3 separate regions of the Mus musculus genome follow, and all the other regions are linked to region 1. The links are chromatin contacts, called in public HiCAR-type and HiChIP or PLAC-seq maps. All regions are on one chromosome and are shown on one strand. Each heading gives the region's core, a stretch centred on a gene start, on an enhancer-like site or on the middle of the called end of the contact. The rest is flanking DNA. Distances are from core to core; before and after follow the strand shown.

What was found. HiCAR-type assays count read pairs that join an accessible place to other places. HiChIP or PLAC-seq counts read pairs in DNA pulled down with a chosen protein or histone mark.
Region 2: a contact with region 1 is called in a HiCAR-type map of astrocytes, with 3 times the contacts expected there. The contact joins the promoter of Fut9 here to the enhancer-like site in region 1. A contact is called at or near these places in 2 of 39 promoter capture datasets (hippocampal neurons and liver), 3 of 484 Hi-C or Micro-C datasets (brain, cerebral cortex and cortical neurons) and 7 of 115 datasets of contacts at active chromatin or transcription factors (astrocytes, craniofacial prominence, embryonic forebrain and 4 more).
Region 3: a contact with region 1 is called in an H3K27ac HiChIP or PLAC-seq map of neural progenitor cells, with 7 times the contacts expected there. The contact joins two enhancer-like sites.

Annotation. Positions count from the first base shown.
Region 1 is chr4:25,407,399-25,410,572 of GRCm38.p6, reverse strand. No RefSeq gene overlaps it. Among named protein-coding and RNA genes, the nearest start is that of Ufl1, 130 kb to the right of the region's middle. Within about 2 kb of position 1,687, at least 89 of the 459 cell types and tissues checked have an H3K27ac peak or open chromatin away from gene starts, as enhancers often do. A contact at or near this core is called in astrocytes, brain, cerebral cortex and 7 more, where this site is marked.
Region 2 is chr4:25,798,468-25,801,641 of GRCm38.p6, reverse strand. It overlaps Fut9 (fucosyltransferase 9), which reads left to right and starts at 1,639. Exons shown (of 3, transcript NM_010243.3): 1 at 1,639-2,053.
Region 3 is chr4:25,767,195-25,770,368 of GRCm38.p6, reverse strand. The region is part of intron 1 of Fut9 (fucosyltransferase 9); the gene reads left to right. Among named protein-coding and RNA genes, the nearest start is that of Fut9, 31 kb to the left of the region's middle. Within about 2 kb of position 1,533, at least 23 of the 459 cell types and tissues checked have an H3K27ac peak or open chromatin away from gene starts, as enhancers often do. A contact at or near this core is called in neural progenitor cells, where this site is marked.

The sequences.
Region 1 (3,174 bases), core at 438-2,937:
CCAGGTCCATGTCCCTAGAACAAAGAATGAGCAGAGACACCCAGCTGCAGCAGAAATAGGACATTTATTAAGAGACATTTTTCTTCCGAGGGGGAAGCAGGCCAGAGCAAAGAAAAACCTTAGCAACTCCGAGGACCTCTTGAACAAAGCATGGTTACTATGTTGCTCATTGGCACAATGGATTTTTCTAGAACTCTTTGTTATCTGTATACAACTTCATGTGTCACAGGACTCACTAGCATCTTAAATTTCCACACAGGGAAATATATTTAAATCTCCTTTTGTACTGGCTGGTTTTGTGTGTCAACTTGACACAGGCTGGAGTTATGACAAAGAAAGGAGCTTCAGCTGGGGAAATGCCTCCATGAGATCCAGCTGTGGGGCATTTTTTCAATTAGTGATCAAGGGGGAAAGGCCCCTTGTGGGTGGGACCATCCCTGGGCTGGTAGTCTTGGTTCTATAAGAGAGCAGGCTGAGCAAGCCAGGAGAAGCAAGCCAGGAAGGAACATCCCTTCATGGCCTCTGCATCAGCTCCTGCTTCCTGAACTGTTTGAGTTCCAGTTCTGACTTCCTTTGGTGATAACAGCAATGTGGAAGTGTAAGATGAATAAACCCTTTCCTCCCCAACTTGCTTCTTGGTCATGATGTTTGTGAAGGAATAGAAACCTTGACTAAGACACCTAAAGAGGCAGAATTGTCTCTCTCTTGAGCCAGTCATTCTGGCAGTTTTAGAAAGTCTGAAGGGAGTGGCTTTTCCTCTTTACCATCTTATTTTTCATATGTTAATTTTGTAAGCCTTCTCACAAGCCTTCAGGGCCTCAAGTTCTACTTCCTTTGCTGTCTACTGAAATCCTTGGAATTTGATATACCTTATGCCAGAGAAAGTTCTACATTAATGTCAGAACCAAGTGAGCCAAGACAGTCAAAATAAAGCAGAGTGAACGAATTGGAAGGCTACAGTAGGTTCTGTGCGGGGCCGGGGGGGGGGTGGGGGTGGTGGGGGGTGGTGGAGGGGGGGTAACAAGTCCAAGTAAACCACAAGAATCTATTGTCAGTTCTTTCTCTATAACCACCCCTAGCCACAGGTTAAAACAATAAAAAACAAATGAATTCAAGGATGAAATAATATCCCAGTCAGGACTTTGTAGGAAAAAAAAGCTTGGTTCACTTCAAAATCATTGTTTCGCTGTGTGAGCAATCAATTGAAGGTGAACACATAAGTAACAGAGTTCATAGTAGTGCAGAGGAAGGAAAGAAAGATACAGAGAAGTAGAACATACAGAAAAGATGGGAGGAAAGGCAAAGCACATGTTAAAAGGGAAAGAATTGGGAAAGAATGAAATCAAGCTACCAGGAAGGAACAGATGAAATGCAGCTGTGATGCTCATTAGCTCTTCCTTTAAAATGGAAATTACTTCTGATTTTTGAAATCAAAGTCTGGGTGTTTTCCTGTGGAAATATAGCTGTCTATACTCTAAATAGTCTCTTCCCCAAAAGCAAGAAAATTGGAAAGGATGGTGTAGTTTTACTGTGAGGAATTGAAAATATAGTTTTCCAAACCGCAAGGCATTTCAGTGTTAGTTTCTACAGGAGACAGCTTCCAAACAGCCACATTTCCTAGTCTGATGTAGGCACAAAGCGAGCCTGAGACTTGGTTGCCTAGCAACCCTGCTCTTCACAGGCAGCTGGAGTAAAAGGAAAGACTGGTGCCAAATGGCCTTTCACCTGATTCCTTAGAGGGGACTCTCAGTGAAAGAGTTACTATGCAAGAGCCAAAGGACCCCATGAGAAACTGACAAGATCCCCTCCTCTCTGGTCTCCTTATTTGGGGAGCCACTTGAAGCAGGAGAGTGTTTAATTCCTCCAAAGTTGGTGATGCTTTTGTCTTCCTTTCCTCCTCCTCTGGGTACCACCCTGAAAGAAATGGCTGCAGGCTTTGCATTCTGACATCTAGAAAGGAAATCACTTTAAACATTTTTCTTTAAATTGAGAATTTATAAAAACCTAGGGGGTGGAGAGCTTACACTCCCTTTCCCCGTTAGATTTGCTTTACTAAAATACAGTGATTAACCAGGTAAATGTATGGTGGAAGAATATTAGGAATGGTGGCTGTAAAAACACTATTTTTTTTTTAAAGGGATATCTAGATGTTGATTTGTTTTGAGAATGCTGACTGGCTGGCTGGCTGGCTGGCTGGCTGGCTGGCTATTTTAGTGGACTTGTAAAATGTGCCTGGGGCAATTTATTAAGAGGAAAACCAAGGGCTCTCCAAAAGAATTCATAGAGTCCAGTCCTAAGTGGAAAAATATCCCAGTATCTTTGTAGAAGTTGTGCCTTTGCTGGAAAATTGTTTTTAATAGAAGCTTAATGAGTAATTCCTAATCAGAGGAATTATTTCAAGATCACACAATAGAACAATAGGACAATAAAATGTAAGTGGAAGCCAGCCAGAGCTGCACAAAGTGAAGCTCTGAGGGTCACACCTGGAGTGGTAGATTCTACCCTTTTATGTCCACTCAGCACAGTGATGGGATTCGGAGCTCAAGCCTAAGTGGTGGTGCAGAGCTGTGCCTCTGTCCCTCATGCTGTTAGCTGCATCACGCTGAAGACTTTGCTCAGTGAAGGTGAACAAGTCATCCTATTATAAACAAGCAGAAAATGTTATGCATGTCTTCGTGGTTCGTCTAGAAGCCAAGTAAACCAGTAAACACCTGCCTGTGGAGAGGAGGGGTACTTCTATTAAAAGTTAAGTTGCAGCTCTTCCCAGATTTATGGCTTTTGCTGCTTCTGGGACGCCGACTTGGATATCTACAGATGTGTTGCCTTCTCCGATCTTAAGCCCAGGAAAGGTATGGCAGAATAAAATAAAGCACTGGTGTACCATTCCAGAGATGTTTGGCTGATTAAGTGTGCAAGAAGGTCTATCTCTTCTTTGGAAACATAATTTCATATTCTATATTTATTTTAGTTTGTATTCTATTTTATTCTCTAAATTTTTTAAATAGTCGTTTCTGGTAAGTCATTTACCAAACTGAAGTGGAAAATAATTTTTACTAAAAAAAAAACCCAGCATGGTAATTTGTTTGTGGGACAGGATTTAGAGCCAGTCTCTTAACCTTGATAATAGAAATACCCAAGGAGTTTATCAAAATCAGAGTTTCCAATACCCATATC
Region 2 (3,174 bases), core at 390-2,889, 390 kb before region 1:
TTTTAATATGAGTACATTTGTTATATAAGGCATAATTATGTAAAGTAAAATGTCTAAATTATTTTAGAGACTAAGATCCTTTAGCACATGAAGATTTCTACATTCAGAAAAGCAGTGTGAGCCCATGGACACATGCTTGGTGCACATACACACACACACACACACACACGCGCGCGCGCGCGCACACACACACACACACACATGCACACACACACATGCACACACACATGCACACACACACACGCACACACCCACACACACATGCACACACACACATGCACTCACACACACATGCACACACACACATATGCACACACACCCACACACACACCCACACACACATGCACACACACACATGCAACACACACACATGCACACACACACACACACACATGCACACACACACACACATGCACACACACACACACACACACACACACACACACACACACACCCCAGAACTTCCTTTCTCCAGTGCTCTGCTAAGAAGTACAGGGATACTTACTGTATCATTTGAAGAGAGTTTAACTAGACTACTTTTTCTACCTGTATCATTACACACATCATCCACTTGCTTCCTGTCTGCTGCCTATTTCCAATCAGAATGCGAAGATTATGAAACAAAATCAAGGTTCACAGAAATCAGTCAGCGATACTCTGATTGTCGTTATATTTACTAAATGTGTGAATTTATTCCTTGATTCTTGAGTGTAAGAGGAGCCCCTAAATATACTTTCTATATGTATTTGAATCGTAGTCTAAAAGTAAATTTCGAGGATTGACTTGTAGTCCAACAAAATAAACAAAAACTTTGCAAAGTGGAGCTCTATCTATCTATCTATCTATCTATCCATCCATCTATCCTTTCTTTCTCTCTCTTCCTTCTTCCTTCCTTCCTTCCTTCCTTCCTTCCTTCTTTCCTTCCTACCTTTCTTTCTGTCTTTCTATCTATCCATCCATGTATCTATCTATCCATCTATCTTTCTATGTGTCTATCTACCTATGAATTTATATTTTAATGTTGCTTACAGAGAAGAGTCAATTCTGAGCACAACACTGCCCTTCACATTTACAACCTTCCCAAATCACTGAGAATTTGGTTCCAGACAATCTGCCCCTCCTATTTTAGTTTAATTTTAATCACCCCCCAACCTGACCCCGGACTTTAGCTGGTCAACCCCAGTGAAGAACAAACACAGGCAGCAGATACAAGGGACTGGAGAAGGTTGCCTGCATTGAGCTCCCTGCTGTCGCCTTCTGGCTGGACAGTCCGTGCCAAATAGCGCCTGGGGGGTGGGGGTGGGGGACAGCAATAAGGAACTGACAGAAGCGGTTGCTGCAAGTCCACAGTTTGACCTAAAAGGAGAGTGGAGGAGGGTGGCAGACTAAGAGTCTGCATATCGGAGACGCAGCAATGGAACCAGTGGCTATGTGTGCGCGCACAGGTGCCACAGGCCTGGAGAGCAATGCTGTGTCTCTGCAGCCTCCCGACTCAACACACGCGGTGGCTTGCTGAAACTGCATCCGCAGCCGAGCGTGGGTACTCCCAGGCACAGTCACCGGAGGAAGAGCCAAAGGAAAGGGCGCGAAGGGGGTTAGCATGGAGCGGCAGGGTATTGGGGCAAGACCCACAGGCTCATTTTGGAGCTCCTCTGGTGGGAACCTGTACCCGGCTGCTATGCTCCTCCCTTCTCTTCCCAACTCTCGGTGATCATCTCCATCTCCCCTCGCGCATCCCTTCCCCCCTCCCTGCTTTCTTTGCTCTCCCTCCCTGCCGCGTGCCTGCTCCCCTCCCCCTCTCCTGGCTGCTCTGGGCAGCAGCAACCTCGGCAGCCCGGGAGATGGGAAGAGAGCGCGCGGGGCGCTGCAGCTCTGGAGCCCTGGATCTTTCCTCACCCGGTGCCTTGAGACCCCGCCGCCGCTCTCGCCTCTTGGCTACCCCCGGACTCCGGCTACGCTACTAGGACAGCGCCGCCACCACCGCCAGCCCTCGTCCCGCCCGCGCCGCGCTGCCCTCCCGCGCCCTGGATGGAGCTTTCCCTCGCTGGGATCGGTGAGTACCAGAGACTCTAGGGGGTCAGGCACAGGACTGAGCGCCCACCGTACATCGTTAGATGAGGCACCCCGACCACCTGCTGGGTACCCTCCTGGCACAGGTCCCCGGGGACATTTGGTTTTAACTCAACCAGCTTGGAACTTGAACCCTTTCTCTTCCAGAGATAGCTGCTTGTACATCTTAGTCCCTTGTCACCCTCCTGCCCTCCCGCTGCTACCCTCATTCCCCGGGCAGATAGCCTTCTCCTGGTGTCACTTCAAAGAGAGTCATTGCTGCCCTTGTTGTCCCCAGGTTTTTGTGAATTCTGTCTTCTGCCTAGCGCTCGGACCTAGGTTTCTCCACAAAGTCCTCCTCTGACCCACCTTCCCTCAAAGCCTGACCACAGAGTCATTGGTCCTGCCATCCCGTTCCTCCTCAGAGACTTAGTGAATGCTGACCTCATTGCTTCCACATGATGCTGTCTTGAAGCTTTTCTGACACTCACCTCCAAACCCACACTGACACGCGGTGTGTTCTGTTTATTGTGTCTCTGCACCTGGGCTATTAAGGTGATAATCAACCATGGAAAGAGGACAAAAACAGGAAATCTTTTGGGACTAAACTTTTTGTCATTGTTTCAAAGTGCCCAACTATTTACATCGCTTAGATTCCTTCTTGTCTGAGGGCTTGTCCGCTGAGCACAAGGAAGGGCCCATATTATTTTACCTGTTATCACAGAATCTACCTTTTTTTCAGGTTTAGAGCAGAGCACCTTACACAGTCCAGCTGTGAATCTCCCTAAGCTACGCCACCAAATCTCGGCGGCAACTTTTAAGGATAGGCAGCTTTTTTAAAAAGAGGTGGAACCAGACATACCGTTTACAATCGCTTTATTATTGTTGTTATGATTTTAAATTTCAATAAGTTAAAGCCCTTATTTCCTTTGTGTTTATTGACCTAAGAGCGGAAGGTTGTACAGAGAACTTCCACACCACGCGCTTCAGGGGCGGTGTAGGTGTAGTCTCTAGCTATCCTAATGAGTTTCCTGAATGCAGCAGACCTTCCTGCTGGAATCAGGCTTATCATTTGTGGTTAGCTTGAACAAAAATAAGCATTGTGTTCAAAGAGTGAATCTGACG
Region 3 (3,174 bases), core at 284-2,783, 360 kb before region 1:
AGCTATGGGAAGTGTTTATTTTTCACTTAAGTTTCAAGGGGATAAAGCTCATCATGGTAGGGAAAGCTTGGCAGCTGAGACACCGCATCCCTGGAGGTCGGAGCTTGGTCAGCTGCTTCCCTTAGCAGGCAGTCATGAACCCGAGATCTCAGGCATGGCACAGGCGAACTTGTGACTTTTAGTTGTCACTCTTGTGCTCCTATATCTTAAATGTTCCTCCACAACTTCACAAAACACAACTTGCTACTGAGGATCCTGTGTTCAAACACATGCCTCTGAAGGTACAATTTGCCCTTCGACTATGCCTATTCTGCCTTTCTGAATTGACCTCAACAGAAGATAAATACTATCATAAAAGATTCTGTGTATCTTCTGAAAGCCCCCGCGTGTCTTCACAAGAAGACTCTGCTGCTCTGTCTCCTTTCAGTGTTTCTGTTTTCCTTCTCTTTGCTATTCTCTCCCTCCAACTTTTTATAGCCTAAGGTTGCTCTCTCTCTCTCTGTCTCTCTGTCTCTTTCTCAGGAAAACTTTGTGGGTCTAGATGGGACTATGATGGAAAAGAAAAAACGAAAAGCAAGCAAGATATCCCAATAGTCCAAAGTATCCCGGCTGTTTCTTCATGCACCTCCCCCATCCTTGTCAGCAAAAGTAGGGAGATTATGTTCCCAAAGAGGAACTGCAGTCACACCTAAGACACAAAGCAGTGGTCACACTGGATCTGCCTCCCAGTGAGAAAGCAAAACACATTTCAGCTCTTTGTGAATGTTTTGTTACTGCTCAAACTCTGAGAGGGACCAATGAGGAATATGAGTACTGGTCATAGAGAATGCACATGCACGTTTGGAGTTTCTTCAGGGACCTTGGAAGTTTTGACACATGAATGGTAGTTGGAGAGCCATAGAGCATAGTGGGTAAGATCAAAGTTCATTGCACATCTGAATGAAAATTTCAAAGCAAAAACTGTCATTTACTATATAAATAAATGTATTGACCATTCAATAATAAAAGTATAAATTCCAAGGAAATTGTTACCTACCTACACTAGACAGTTTTCTCAATATATGTGTTCTTTGTTTCTCACAGGCTCCCTGAAGGTCCATTCTCAAATTCCATTCACATCCCAGGACATTTTCTATAACTGTAAATTAAAGACATCGACAACGAGTCACATTATTCTTCTGGACTGCCAATCCGTTTTACTTCATAGTTTTTTTGGTTTTGGTTTTGGTTTTTCCTCTTCTTTAAAATCATGTGTCAGTGGTAGAGAGGTTGTAAGTGATCTTCTGAGCTGGAAAAGCACAAACAAAAACATTTTGGGTTGGGCACAGTTCTGTTCTGTTATGCTACCCCCATTTGTCAGTAGGTAAAAACTGCCCAGTCCCCAGAAGGCAGTACCTCCTGTGAATAGTTGCTTTAGACAAGCCTCCATTGTTCCGAAAGCTGGATTTCTCACTGAGTAAAAACCACCGCATTGTAAAGATGCCAGTTCACTTTTTTTTTTTTAAGCTTGGTTGTTTTAAAGCTAGAAAGGAACTCTCACTGTTGAGACAATCATGAAAGAAAACCTCTTTTCACTACCATAGAACAAGTGGATGAAGAGAGTAAGAGCCAAAGTGCAGACGGGGAACCTGGCTCTTCTCCAAAACAACAGAAAAGCCACAGTTAGAAGAAGTAATTGAACACTTTGGAAATCTCTTTGAAGACCTAATGCAGTGGAACTTAACTTTTTTTTTTTTTAAATGAGTAAAATTTAAATGCATGATTATTCCATGTAAGAAAATATAAGTGCATGTTTTAAGTGCTGAGTGATTAATTTATAAATGTTTAATGTAGCGAGACCAAGGCGAAGTGCCCTACTGCAATGCACATTGAGCATTAACAAAGCTAGCACTTGGAAGAGACAAATCAAAAACCCGGCAAGGTTTTACCTGTTACTATTTTTGTGCTCATACGCTTTGCTTACTTTCTGATGATCACATTATCTCTATTGAGTATGCTTGCTTAGTAGAATTTTGTGCACCTGAAATAGAAATTTGGGCACAAGAAAAGTGGCACAGACATAAATATAAAAATTTTTCACTGCTTAATTTTGAGAATAATAACATTAAGCGATTGTATGCATAACTTAAGAAATAATTAATATTCTTTTGTCTACCTGGAAAACTATAGAAATAGATTTAACCATATACAGAAAAGATGTTAGCACTCAATTAGTTTTAAATAGTCTTGTTATATCAAATCTAGGCATGAGAATCATCATTAAAGAATTTTAATGTAAAAATAAATGTGAATTGAAGACCATGAGGGCTGAACCATATAGTGTACAACATTCTGAGTATTTTTCAGTTTTTGTGTTTTGTGTTAGATTGGATATAAGCTGTTACATAGTTAATAAATACTACTAGGAACATCTCTTGAGAATTTCAGTAGTTATTTTATATTATTTTATTTTAGCCTATTTCTCTGTTTGTTTAATCTGTGGTGACCTGATTTGTAGTATCCAGAGGAAGTATTAAATTAACCACTTCCATATACACTTACCCTCTAGTATTGTTTTAATTTGTCTAGGGCTTTCAAAGTGTTGGGGCTTGCTAGACTCCTGAATACATACATACACACACACACACAGACACACAGACACACACACACACACACACACACACACACACACACACACACACACACACACACACATATGGGACTATTATTATGGGAAAGAATGTAATAGTTACCTAGGCAACTCTCCATCTCATCCCACTGTCATCACTCTGGGGGAATCACTAACTAGTGCTGCTTAAGACTCAGTCTAGGACTTCATTTGGTTTAGGTTTTAGAGCAGTGTCCCAGTTTTTCATATAATATCTTCCTTTAATGGGAAACAGTTACCTCCTTTTATTTCAAAATAAGACTATAAAGCAGGGAGGCGGAGTTTCTTCTGAGTCCTATCCTGTCTCTGAAAACGGTTCTTAAATTGGCATCTCTAAAATATTTCACATCACAGCAGCATGGTTGCCATGGGCTGATCAAGGTGGATGTTTTGAGGATTTTGTGTCTTTTTTCCCTGTTCTTGTTGCAGTGTTAAAGGACTGTGCTCACAGCCTTATGCATGCTAAGTAAGGCTGTATGTACCCCTATGTTACCCACTAGCTCAGGGTGAATGGTTCAAACAGTGTT